2 separate regions of the Mus musculus genome follow, and region 1 is linked to region 2. The links are chromatin contacts, called in public Hi-C maps. All regions are on one chromosome and are shown on one strand. The core of a region is the stretch at or near the end of the contact, and the rest is flanking DNA. Distances in the headings are between cores, read along the strand shown.

Region 1 (6,453 bases), core at 1,216-3,715, 1.0 Mb after region 2:
TTCCAAAATAAATGGTTTTCTTTTCTGCTCACTTGAATTGGGAACAGTCTTAGACTTGATTTGAGTAGTAGACTATGAAATAATTAGAATTCTAAGCCTAGGCTTTAAGAGGTTTGTGTGAAATAGTTACTATAGCAAGGCTCTAAAAACTTAGATTCCAGTAGAGTTTCCATTAAGAGTATTTAACTGTGCTGAACTGTTTTTATAAATCATATGTGTTTTATGATGAACACCTAATTTCCTTGACTCTGGTCTCTTTTGGTACATGTTGGACAGGGCATGCCTATGAGTCTACTCCCCAGTAAAAACTCTGGCAGAGTTTCTAATAACTTTCCTCAATAGACAACATTCCCCATGACTGTCACAGCCTGTGTCTGGGAGAACTAAGCATGACTCTCTGAGGACATTGAGAAGCCTGGGCTTGGTCTCCCTCAATCTACTTCACATGCCTTTTCCCTTCACTAACACTACCTTGATCCTTTTGCTACAGTGGTTCCCACCTGCAGCTACACCTCAATGTTGACTTTCCTGCTCCTCCTAGCAAATGACCCCTCTGGGGAGACCTAACTCCCAAGCCCGGGTAAGGTGCTGAAGAAAGCATGCAAAGAGAAGTAAGGTATTCCTGCTGCCAACTGATACAACTCACAGCCATGAAAGAGGCAGCTTATCCTGGGGAGACCCCATCAACATGGAAGGTGAGCCGGCAGCACCAGTCATCTGCTCAAGGCTAGCAGAGGAATCAATAACTTAACCAGCCCAAACTGCCGACCCACAGATTCAAAGCAAATACTCGGTTGCTATTGTACAGTGACTATGGTTTTTGATGTTTTGTTACACAGCAAACTGATAATAAGCCAACGAACAAATGAAGCTTCTTAGTGCCAAATACTTTCCATTTAATATTAATTACTTTGTTCCATCTCCTGTGTCCTGATGATGTCAGTCTACAAATGTCTGGTTTTGACACATGAAGAAAATAATGTTCAATGACACGAAGCTAGTAAATAGCCAAAAAAGCATAAATTCAAGATTTCTAAGTTTTCCCTAACTTCTGCATGCATACAGAACCCTTTCAAAATAAGCCTAGATGTGTCTGTATTCTAGGCAGCCATGCTATGGAATCAGTCCCCTCTCTACTTCCAGTCTTCTCTGTGTCTCTTTTTACAAGTCTGCTGTGTGTATATGTTCGCCTTTATGTAAGCACATGTGTATGGAGGCCCAAGGTTGACACTGAGTGTCTTCTCCACTGCTCTCCACCTTGTTGACTTGCCCCGGCATCACTTGTCTACACCTCTAGCACACTGGGGTTGCAAGCAGACTACTACACCAGTGTCTCCGTTAGCCCTGGGGATTTGGATTCCAGTCCTCATAGCTGTCCAGGCGCTTTATCCAGTGAGCCACCTCCCCAGGCCTCACTCACAATTCTCTGATGAGCACCTAGGTTATCTCCTATTTATCTCTTAAAAAACAAAATTGAAGAAGACACAAAAGCATGAGCTATGGGTGATATGATTAGTTTGCCTGAAATATTTTTTTTTTCCATCAACCATTTAAACATGTAAAACCATGTTTAGTTCTAGATCTGGCTATTCACCAACAGGCATCTGGGCTGGCATGCCAATATCCACTGTAGTTCCAGCTTTTCCAGGGTTACCTAACTTTAGATCTGGCTGCCCAGGTATAAGAATGGTCACAAAGCAATCAGGACTATGCCGCCCCCTCTGTTCTACCTCCCAGCCTGTTGTGAAGACTCGATGAGACGCTGGATATGAACAAAACAGAAGGTGTCAGAGGGAATAAACTCTTGCTTTTAAACTGGATTCAAAGTGCACTGGAGCAGAAAATCTGAGACAGGTAGTTGTCGCTGGAAGGTAAAGTGAGAGAGCACCACACTTAGCTAACTATCCCTGCCACCACACCCCTGCATTAGCTGTACCTCGTGATTACCACAAATTTCTCCACGTCCATAATTGGGACTACTTAACAGAATTATAAGGCACCAGTGAAGGAAATAGCCAACCTCCTTATTGCCAGCACTTAGCAAATCTCCATTAAAAGATGACAGGTGACAGTTATTCTTCTTGCCTGGTCCGGAATGGCCCTCTGAAGGATGCAACGACAGAAAATCTGAGAAGCCTGCACTCGTCGTGTGCCAGATCCCCGATCTAACGGACTAAAAGAAGATTTTGATGGGTTTCGGTCTTGCCGAAGCCCTAGCGTCTTTTTTTCCACGGGACACCGTGAAGTCGGGGCGAAGCCACTGCGCAGACAACGCCACTGGCTGGCACGTCGCTGTCACCGAGATGCGTTCGCAGAGCAGCAGCCCGAATGCCCACTGGAACTGCGACCCGGGGGCACAGAAGAGACCAGACCCACCTCGTCCAGTGACCCAGGCTGGGTGCAAGCGGAGGGAGGAGCAGCGCAGCCAGGACGCCGGAAGGCAGAGGTTTGAATCGCCTCGGCGTCCCTTTCAAATCTCGCGGCACGACCTGGGAACCAATCGCCGCGCTCGCCCTCCGACCCGGAAGCAGAGCGGGCGCACGCCCTGGCCACCTATGGTCGGGAGAGCCTTGCCCAGGTCGCCTCCCCTGCTTTAGGTGCGTATCGAGTGCGGTGACCGGGGATCGCCAGCTTGTGCTGCTTCCCCAGGGGCGCTTCCCTGTTCTCCAGAGCTCTTCCTTGTGACCTCGCGAGGTGGGAGTGGGTTTTCTCGGGCGACGCGTGGGGGACACAACTCCAGGGACCCTGGGAATATTGACCCAGGGCTTTAAAGACCTGGAGGTCAGGGGTTGCCATCAAATCCGGACCTCAAGTCCCCTGCATGCCTTATACCTCTCTGCTCTATGGTCTTCTCACCTGCCGGTCCCGCGTAACATGTGTCCAGTCTCTCTGAGATGGGACTTAATCTGAAAAAACTCAGCAGATAACTCAGGATTTTACGTGTTCTTTCTTAGCCTAGGGTGCCTCCTTTTCATTAACAACAAAGTAAAAATTAATTTGCACGTGAGAATGCTATTTCTACAGTACACACTACCTGTCTCGAGACAAATTAGTTGAGGATTGTGACAGGTGTTAATAACGTTAGTATCACACATTACTCCAGAGCCTGTATTTTTTAATCTCCTTATTTTATTGCATGGGTAATGGTTGGTTATAACTATTGCTACCTGATATTATCCTTCAAGGCTCTTGGACTCCATGTGTCTTTAGGCAGGGGTGGGACTTTCCAGTTCATCGGACCCTTGATAGTTCAGGTGGTCTGTCAAATTAGAATGTTAAAGGTCATATAATTCGAACAAATAATGTAGCATAGTCCTGAGATAGGCAGGTGTGTGTATTTGTGTTTTCTCTAGCATGTAGGCCCAACACATGCTAAATCTTTTAAATCCTCAACCTGTTGACGAACTTGGCAAATTTCTTCATAGGCAAAGAAGGGACTATTGGTAGTACCGGCGTTTATGGTACTCTTGCATATGACAGTGTCAGTACAACTTTCCAACTACAAATAGTGCTGCATCTCTATTGCTTAATAATCTTAGGACTCTATTTGTATTAAATTTATTCATGTGTGTGTTAATATAAGCAGACTTCTCTTTTGAGCTGGCTCTGACATTGCTATACCAAGCCCCATTATGATTCTTCTGTTGAATGACAAACACTTTGTAAATTTTGTTTGTGATCCACAGTTTCCTGACAGGCAATAAACAACTATTTGATTCTTACAACTGCTCCAGCTTTGGGATACAAGATGAAGCAAGATGCTACAAGAAATGCTGCGTACACCGTGGATTGCGAAGATTATGTGCACGTGGTAGAATTTAATCCCTTTGAGAGTGGAGATTCAGGAAACCTGATTGCATATGGCGGCAGTAATTATGTGGTTGTTGGCATGTGTACGTTTCAGGTTAGTCCACAAACTATACGGAGTGACAGTAGAGATACTTTATCAGTAATGTGTACAAACCAAAGCTGAACTTAAAAGTATGTTGCTTTTAATACAAGAAAAAAAAATTTTTTGAAGATCTACAGGGAATTCCCGTTACTAATTGTTGAGACATGTGTATACATTATATAGATGATAGATGTAAAAACAATGAAGGTCTTCTTTCACCAATGATTCGTAGAGGTGTATTCTGATAAAGTCCAACATAACTGAGCACACATGTATTTCTATGTATTAGATACACTTCAGATTTCCCCACATCATTCTGTCATAGGAAACAAGGTGATACTGAAAGGCTAAACAATTATCTTCCAAGAAATTCCTAGCTTTCATAGATAATGTTCAGCTTTCCTATTAGCTTACTTTCACACCTTGTGTATCTGCAGCAGATATTCATATAACCATATAGGATTACATTTACAGCTGGCGTTCATCATAGCTCTCTCTGAGGTCTGTGTAACCTGAGAACCTAGACACTTAGTTTCGAATGGCTAAACTTGGTTAGATACTGAACCGCTCTTCTCTGAAGGTAAGGAATATGATTGAATCCCTTTAAGAGTGGAGATTCGGGAAACCTAATTTGGTTTGTGAGGGGTAGTGTGTGAGTGCACATAAAGTTCCCAGAATACATTCGGCACATGGTAATCCATATATGTGTATTTTGTGGTTAGTATGAGCAGCAGTGGCAGTTATACCCTCATATTTAATCATCCAAGAGAAATCGCTTCCAAGAGACTTATTACATGGTTCCTCACGGAAAACCTAGGGTCCACATAGGAAGCATTCGGCACTGAAGGCTCAACACCACCCCATCTTCCCAGAGTTTCGTTTCTGCTATTATGGTGTACCAAAATAATATTTACAGGACTATATTTCTATGACCCTTGGCCTAAGTTCTGCTAGACTGTCAGAATCATAAGTCATGCGTCAGGCAAATAATGTGGCCTTGGCTTAAGAAAGACTTATTAAAAACTTTCTCCAATGTGGACCACTTACGTGTTGAAAACGCAAGCGACCAGAGGTAGGCTTGAGCTTCCCTCATTGCTGTGTTAACAGATGTGGACATAGAATCTCATTGTCAAATACTGACAGATATATCTACCTGCAGTTCAAGTTCAGTTAGGAAACACCAGGGGAAATCAATAGGGGAGAAAAATCAGAAAAAGGAAAGATGAAGAAGGCAGACAACAAGGAGAGGCAGGGAAATGAGAAGAATGTTTGTATCATTCAAACGCTTGTCCTTGCTGATCCTCGGGTCTTATTTCCAAACTGTGTAAGGAAAAACAAGAGGCTTTTTCCTTTTATGAGCACATAGAGAAGACAGATCACATTCTGGTGGAGTTCAGTACAACTGTGCCGTTCCTCGTGTTCCATTCTGCTTCAGCGGTGTTTGGGGGGCATGACAAAGGAAGAGATCAAATCTGTTCTTCCGTCAGACCCGTTCTTGTGTTTCTGTTCAAATGAAGTCAGCCGTTGATCCTGGAGAGCTGAGTTTCCTCACTCTGCCCTTGGAGATCCAAAACAAGTCCCTATTCTCTTGTCAGTTTGGGTGCTGTTGAACATTCATTCCCGTTCTCCCACCTCGAACCTTCAAGCCTATCAGAAAAACACCAGTCTCCACTGTAGGGTCATCAGGAAGCACTAACTACAGAAAACTCTGGGTTTCAGCAGGACGGTTTTCAGACTCTTGTGCTGTCCTTTTACATATCCAGAAATATGAGTACAAATGGTAGGCTTGCTGACTGCCACACATCTGTAAAAACGTCATGAGTGTAGTAAGGGCCAGGAAACTAAGAGAGATTCTTGCCCTATTCCCAAAGAGTCGGAAAGCAGCGCCTTCTTAAAACTGCCTCATTTATAAAAGACCAAATAAGGATAAAGTTTCAAACCTTATTCACTCTTCCATAATAAAGAAGTCTGGCTGGGCTTGAATGAGAATGGTTTGAGCAGGCACGTTTTTGTGGAGAAAAAAGAAACAGAAAGATACCTTAATCCTTTGATAACTGACTTCATTGAACAAGTATTGACTGAGTGCCTTTTGTCTGCCAAACATTGTTTAATAGACTGGACCAACTCAAACGAGGGACAGTTAGTAAAGATGACTGGAAGTCTTAAGACAGTAGACTTGGAACTGGGAAGGCAGAGTTGTGACTCAGATGTTAGTCACCTGAATATTAACCCCAAGTCAACACCATGCGGAGCTGAACAGAGCTCATTCAGTACTAGAATTCAGTTAGAATATAACAGGAGCCACAAGATAAGCTTAGACGTCAGGATAACGTGAAAGGAGGGCCAGGGAGATGGCTTAGTGGGTAAAGACACTTCTTACCAAGCCTCCTGACCCAAGATCAATGCCCAAAGTCCACATGGTGGGAAACAGACCCAGCTCCTGAGGGTTGTCCTCTGGTTTCAGCATGTGTACTGTATATAGCACACACGCGCGCACACACACACACACACGATAAAAGTAATGTAAAAGGCAGAATGAATTTTAAGTAGAGTACTTCATA
Region 2 (6,750 bases), core at 3,909-6,408:
GAAATAAGAGCCCAGCGGGGGACGCAGACCCACTAATGAAACGGACCGCATCCAGTAAAAAGCCCCAAATCCTGCCCAGAGTTTTCCTTGGTGGCTCCCGTCCATCATTTCATTTTCCTAACTCACAGCCCTGAGTTGTTACCTTGTAAACAAGAATGAAGTCGGAGATTGTGTTTGCGGAACGATAATTGGTTGTTATATTAACGTGTGGCACAGTCAGAATCGTCGGTCAGTTCTCTTCTGTTTCAGACCTAAAAGGGACTGCAAACCTTCCTGGTTAGTCCCTTTAAGACAATTTTGTGTGTGTGTGTGTGTGTGTTTGAGTCATGACCTTTACAGGACTCAAATTTATTTCAATGAATTTAAACAGATTTGACTAGAACAAGGAATTTTTTGAAAATAGAGCCTCCACCCAGGCTCTGTAGCCCACTGTTGCCCTTCCTGAAACACCTCTTCCTTCTCCCGTTATTTAAGAAGTTATTTAATAATTCAGCACCAAATCTAATCAAGTTCAAAAACTTCATTATACATAAATGTACCCTTCTGGTTTCAATGAATATACTTTAGAAACAAACATCATTTCTAACTACTACTCACTCCCCCCCCCCCCCATTTTTTTTTTTAAAGAAATGTGTACCAGAAACGCAGGACAGGAGAACAGGGCTGAAATATATCATGATTAGCCATTCCTCCTGGAAGGCTGTTGTCTGACCGTCTTAGTTAATTAATCTGTCTCTTGCGGAAGCACTTGCGTATTTCCTGTGCATCCCTCGGTTGCACAGTTGGCTTTGGAACCACGCTGAAGCAAGGCTGTGGGGGTTTCCCCACGTTTTTCAAATTTTACTTACTTCTCTCACTGCTACTGCCTCTGGTTGGTTCTATCTATCATATCCATTCAGTCAATTTTGTTCTCTGGAGTGTTTTAAAGTTTACACTTACTTGGTCCTGTTTGCCTTTTGAAGGCCCCCTTAATTCACTTTTATGATCTCTTCCGCGGTCTCTGGTTCTCACTCATCACAAGGCCCTGTGGGTTCCCCTCTCTGCTATGACGCTACAGCAGGAAAGGGAGGCTAAAGCAGACACTGAGTAGCAACAAAGAGCAGAGTGCAAGAGGCCCAAACTGGAAGTTATCATCTGTTCTGTGAGCAATTCACAAGAAACTGGCTTCAATGACCGGAAGTGGCAGATCATGCGAACTGATCTTCAAGCCTCCGTGGAAGGAGACTTCCTACATGCTGCCTGCTTTTGTCTGTGCTCAAGGCTTAGCTAGGGACACATACATAACAATCTTCGCTAGCAGCATAGAACCAATGTGCTTAAGATGTTAGTGAGAAATCCGTAGAAACTGGAAAATATTTTCAAATATATGTGGATAATTAAATGGTCGTGGCAGGAAGGACTGTGCACAAGGCCAGTGCAGCTGCCTTAACATTTCTTTGGGTTTGAAAAAAACACTTCTATAATATATTGTATATATTATATATTACAATATTAAATTAAACTAGTAAAATATGTATCATATTTCATATGTATTTTATGCAATATTATATAACATATATGTGCGTTTTGAGTGTGAAGCGCTCCCTTATTATGCTCACCTGATTGAACATCACTGGGTCCCCAGTTGGTGGTGCTGTTCTGAGCAATGGCGGATAGCAGGGAGAAGAGGCTGGGCAGAGGGAAAGGCTGCTGATTAGATCTTAGGGATTCTAGGTTCCTGCTTCCAGCCTGTTATCTCCCCCCAGGCTTCCTGACTCTTACATAGGCACACATCTTAACCAGTGTCCTCATCTACTGTTGCCCAGGGGCGCCTCTTGCCTCATGCATTCTCAAGGATCATGGAGTGATGTTTTCTCAAACCTGTGGACCAAAATAAGTCCTCCTGTAAGTTACTTCTTGTCAATTATTTGGTCACAGTGATGAGAAAGGCAAACCCAAGGTATATAAATAATATTTTAATATAATATGTAATTCATAATTATGGACAATTTTATAGTAAGCTTTTCTTATACAAACTTAATTTAATGGCAGGAGACTCTTTGTATAAAGTTCTTACATAAGATACACGATTACAAGTTAACGTAAGGATTTGAGCATCATTTGATGAGATACGACAAAGTATCCGTCAGAGGGGAATCTGGAGTGGAGACGACCAGAGGGTGATCTTTAGTTTACAGTCTCTAAGAAGGTCAAAGGTCAGGATGGAACAGTCACGTTAAAAAAAAACAAAAAAACACCTGGAAAAACATATTGCCAAGGGACTGGCATTTATTCTGAGCAGATTGGAGGAGTTTGGAAGTGTACTCTGGAGGATTCTGGGTAGGGAACATCTGAAGAGTTGATGTCACTGAGGTCTTTGCCACTGTCAATACCATGGTCCACAGTGCTTAGCCACATTATGAAGCAGCTTTGGAAGGTTAAGGGCTTGTCTTTTCCAAGCTTTCCCCAAGCCACTGCTCATGTGTCCCATGTCCTGGCTGTTTTTAGTTCAAGTATCCCACACACCTTCTGCAGTAAGACCAGCATGAACATGATTCTTCTAAGTTGTGCTTTTCATGAAAATTCCCCCCATTTTTTTTCTTTAAAACTTAATGATCAGCCAGTGTCTCCCAACTCAACTCCTAACTTCTTTTTGGTTCCTTGCCACACAAAGCATGACACAGTAGCACTCTGCTGTCACCCACAAACGACACCCTTAAGAACTGCGCATGCTTAAAGGCTTATGCTTGAAGTGAGTTTATGGTTAGCGTTGGGTCACTGGCCAATTCATGCATCCCCTCCAGCTGTTATCCACCCTGACGGTCTCTCTCCTGCAAGTGCTGCCACCTCTCCAGCTTGCCTGTGGTCTCTGAATGGACCGGCTCCTTCCTGCCATGTGCGTAGCTCCCTGCCTAGCTTCATATTCCCATTCAAAGAAATTTACGTCTTTTACCCAAGTGGACAGTGACTTTTATTTTAGGAAGTCACATAGGTTGTTTATCTTTTCTTAACGATTGTGATTCAACCTCTTTATTCTGTTTCCACAATGGGCTCAGACTGATAGAAGCACATAGAGAAATAACTCCCTATGTAGATATAAACAAGATACGCAATATGGAGGTACAAAGTATTAACCAAATATTATACTAAAATGAGCTTCCATAACCATTTCATTATTTTTTAAATACAAATTTAAATTATTTTGATAATTTCATATGTGACTACCACCTCCATCGCTCCCCCATGACCCTTAACTCCTCTTGTGTGCCTCACACTTCCTCTCAAATTCATGACCTCTTCTTCTTTAATTATTTAATTATTCTCTCTCTCTCCCTCCCCTTCCTCCTCCCTCTCCCCTTCCTCCCTCTCCCCTTCCTCCCTCCCCCTCCCCTCCCCACCCCCCGCATGCTTATTCGTGCATAAATACAATCCGTGAGCCTGTTTAGTGTTGCTCATAGGTATATGTGTTTAGAGGTTATCACTTAGCATTAGAATAACCCATCAGTGGCCTTGTCCCTGGAAAAGACTGGCTCTCCTCTCTTGGCAGTTATCTGTGACTCTTCATCTAGGGGTGGCCTTATGTGACTTCCCCTGTTCATCTTGTGTGTCCCTCCAGCCACTTTTAAAGCATTGCTTCTAGCCTGTCCTGAGCTGATTTATATCCATGAGTGCTTCTTGCAGAAAATGCTTTGGTGTGAGTCATCCCCTTTCTGATACAAAGTAGCATCCTGAGATCTGCTGATGGCTGGTTGTCCTGGTGTTTAGTGGTAGACAGGAGTAGGCTGTATGCATCTAACGACAAACAACACAAGCTTGTTGGGGTCTGGATTTCATGGTGTGGCTGTGGAGAGCAAGAGAACCATGCTTAGGGATGAATGGCTCCAAAACCTGTATTTTCCACAGATATAAAGATTACTCTATTAAAAAATAACTATTGAGAAAAACTATTTTCTCAGTCGGTCAAAGGAGTTTTTAGATATATGGTTCTCAAGAATTAGATCTGGGTTGTCACTAATTAACACGATTTTGTGTGAGCGGATAAATAGCTCTTGGTTATAAGACAGAGGAAGCAAGTTGACTTCAAATATCACTGTGAACAAAGCTGAATTAGCTCAGAGTTATACACCTAACTGATGCTCTATTTCAGAATTTGATTCAATGTAGCCCCTGTCACTTGGATATTTATTATGCAATGACACCATTCATTTCTCCATCCAAATAAGTAAGTATTCAAGTATCCACCCATTTATATATTCATTTGTTATCCTCTTTCCCAACAACACCATTGTCAATACCACAATTCCCTTATTCAATATATCTTATGTAGGTTCTATTCAGTACAAAGTTTTCTCCTTATTGGGAGGATTCTAAGAGCAGATAAGGCTATCTTTCTTCTCAAAGTGCTCAAAGCCTGATTTATTTAGTGCTTTTATTTTAACAATAGATTTATTTATTTTTATTTATATGCATTGGTGTTTTGTGTCCATTGCGTGTCTACGCACTGCATGCATGCCTGCTGTATGCTGAGGACAGAAGAGGGTGTTAGATCTCCTAGAACTGAAGCTATGGAATGGCTGTGAGTTGCCATGGGGATTCTGGGAATCGAACCCAAGTCCTCTGGAGAAAGCAGCACTTCTAACTGTTGAGCCATCTCTCCGACTCCTTTTTGTTCTGGTGCTTGGTTTTTGTTTTTTGAAACATGGTTTCACTGCGTTGCCCAGGCTCGTATTGATATTGTGATCACCTTGCCTAATTATCAGCACGGACTGACACCCCAGTGTCTCTGTAAATATGTCTTGGATCATTATGATTAGGACCTTGAGGCAGTTAAAGAAAGATGAGAGTTGAAGGAAAGATTGTGCATGCCCCACACTGGGGAAGTGTGGAGACTAGAGGGGGCGGTGGGGCTTGTGAGAAGGTTGGTTATTGTATTTGGACGGGAGAATGCTGGCCAAGGTTGAGAGAGTGGTTTGGATAAAGGAGTCACCCTTCATGCTGATGAGAGGTGTTGAGAAAGCCTTTGTGATTTCTGAGCAGGGCAAGTGATATGAATTCGGACTCTCCCTTAGAAGGTCGATCCAGGTTGTTTTTGGAAAGTGGAATGAGGGAGACTGAGGAGACAAGAGACACAGCTCCGTCCAAGCTAGTTATTCAGATTTGGGTCACTTCCAACACTCAGACGGTTGCCATAGTGAGGCGAGGGGGCTTTCCAGTTAAAACTACTCAGTCGTGTTCACATTTCAGGGGCAGAAAAGAGAAGTTGCATTTATATTGCTTTCGTTTTTAGTTCACATTCAATGTTGACTTTCTCCTAACTGTTGAGAAGATTAATTTATATACTCAGATTGTTCTTAACCTGGTGCTTTGGTATAGTGGCCTAAAAAGATGTGGGTGGCAGAGTGAAGAGGGGAAGATACAGATGTGTCCAAATTTAAGAGTGGGGGATGGAAGGGTACGGCTCCTTTCTTACTAAAATAATGGAAAACTAAAATGAATCTGCTGTCCTTGTACATAGTAGTTGTAATATCTTTTATGTAACTAGTATGCAAATATATATCTGCCTCAGCGAGACAGACTGCTCTAAAGCATGGTGCTCAGGGAACAGAATGGTAAAGCAGAGGTTTCTGTAATTCTCAGGGTCACCATCTTAAAATTAAACATGATAATGCAAAGTAGGGAATGAAAGATACCTTTAGTGGAGTGCCCAGTGCATAGAGTTGTTAGGTTAGGGCTAACTATCTTTGTGCTCTACAAAGCAGACCCCAAGATCACTGTTACACATAGTCATAAACACAGCGTGTTATATGAGTGAATTCATTCCGATTTCATGGGTAGGATGCACCAGAGATGTGGAGTGCTTTCTTTAGCTTCAGGAGTGTCTTAGGTCCATGAAACCATCATTCCTACAGAGTTTCATTGAAACTTATCCATCGGAGCCTCTCTGTAGCAATGCTGTCTGTCACTAGATTTTTAAACTCACCCCTCCCCCACCCCGGTGTGTGTGTGGAAAGGTGTATTTCCTCATATATGAAACTCTGCCTGTGTTATATGCTACTCACCCCTCCCGACTTCCTGATATACTAAACCTTCTAGTTTATTCAAGATTCTGATATATTCTGAATGTCTTATAAGCTCAACAGGTCAACTTGAAAATCTATCGGAGTCAGAAATACTTTTTAACCATCTCCATTTCTTTTCTACAGAATTCTGTATTAGTTTTTATAACCATACATGCCCCTTAATAAATACAAATTTTAGTTAGAACAGAACAGACATCCAGATGACATTCTAACACACACACACACACACACACACACACACACACACACACACACACACTCACACACACACACACACTCACACACACACTCACACACACATTCACACACACTCACACACACACACACTCACACACACACACACACACACATTCACACACACTCACACACACACACACTCACACACACACACACACACACACACACACACACACACATATACCTTACACACTCAGTTGTACAAAGGCCAAGACATATTCCGAGGAAAAGACCAAGTTGCCCCAGAGATAACCTGTTAAGACATGTGAATACATTGGAGAGAAACCAGAAAGCCTGCACCAGGCAGAGGGGATTTCTCTTCTTGGAAACAGGGAGAAAAGAATAAAATTTGGCACTTTCTCAGCGTGGCAGCTGTGCCTGTCTCCACAAGAAAACACCATCAAGCAATTTGCGAATTCTTGTTATATAATTACTCTTCACTTAAGGTGACTAT

What was found. A called contact is a pair of places that touch in the nucleus more often than the background predicts.
Region 1: a contact with region 2 is called in a Hi-C map of B cells, with 8 read pairs. The contact joins the promoter of Parpbp here to the enhancer-like site in region 2. A contact is called at or near these places in 5 of 39 promoter capture datasets (the C10 cell line, hippocampal neurons, liver and 1 more), 1 of 484 Hi-C or Micro-C datasets (B cells) and 2 of 115 datasets of contacts at active chromatin or transcription factors (large pre-B cells and pro-B cells).

What each region holds. Positions count from the first base shown.
Region 1 is chr10:88,144,476-88,150,928 of GRCm38.p6, forward strand. It overlaps Parpbp (PARP1 binding protein), which reads right to left and starts at 2,466. Exons shown (of 11, transcript NM_029249.2): 1 at 2,021-2,466. Nup37 (nucleoporin 37) reads left to right here and starts at 2,517. Exons shown (of 10, transcript NM_027191.2): 1 at 2,517-2,597; 2 at 3,687-3,904. The coding sequence starts at 3,749.
Region 2 is chr10:87,102,558-87,109,307 of GRCm38.p6, forward strand. All of the region lies in intron 2 of 1700113H08Rik (RIKEN cDNA 1700113H08 gene), which reads left to right. Among named protein-coding and RNA genes, the nearest start is that of 1700113H08Rik, 48 kb to the left of the region's middle. Within about 2 kb of position 5,159, at least 51 of the 459 cell types and tissues checked have an H3K27ac peak or open chromatin away from gene starts, as enhancers often do. A contact at or near this core is called in B cells and pro-B cells, where this site is marked.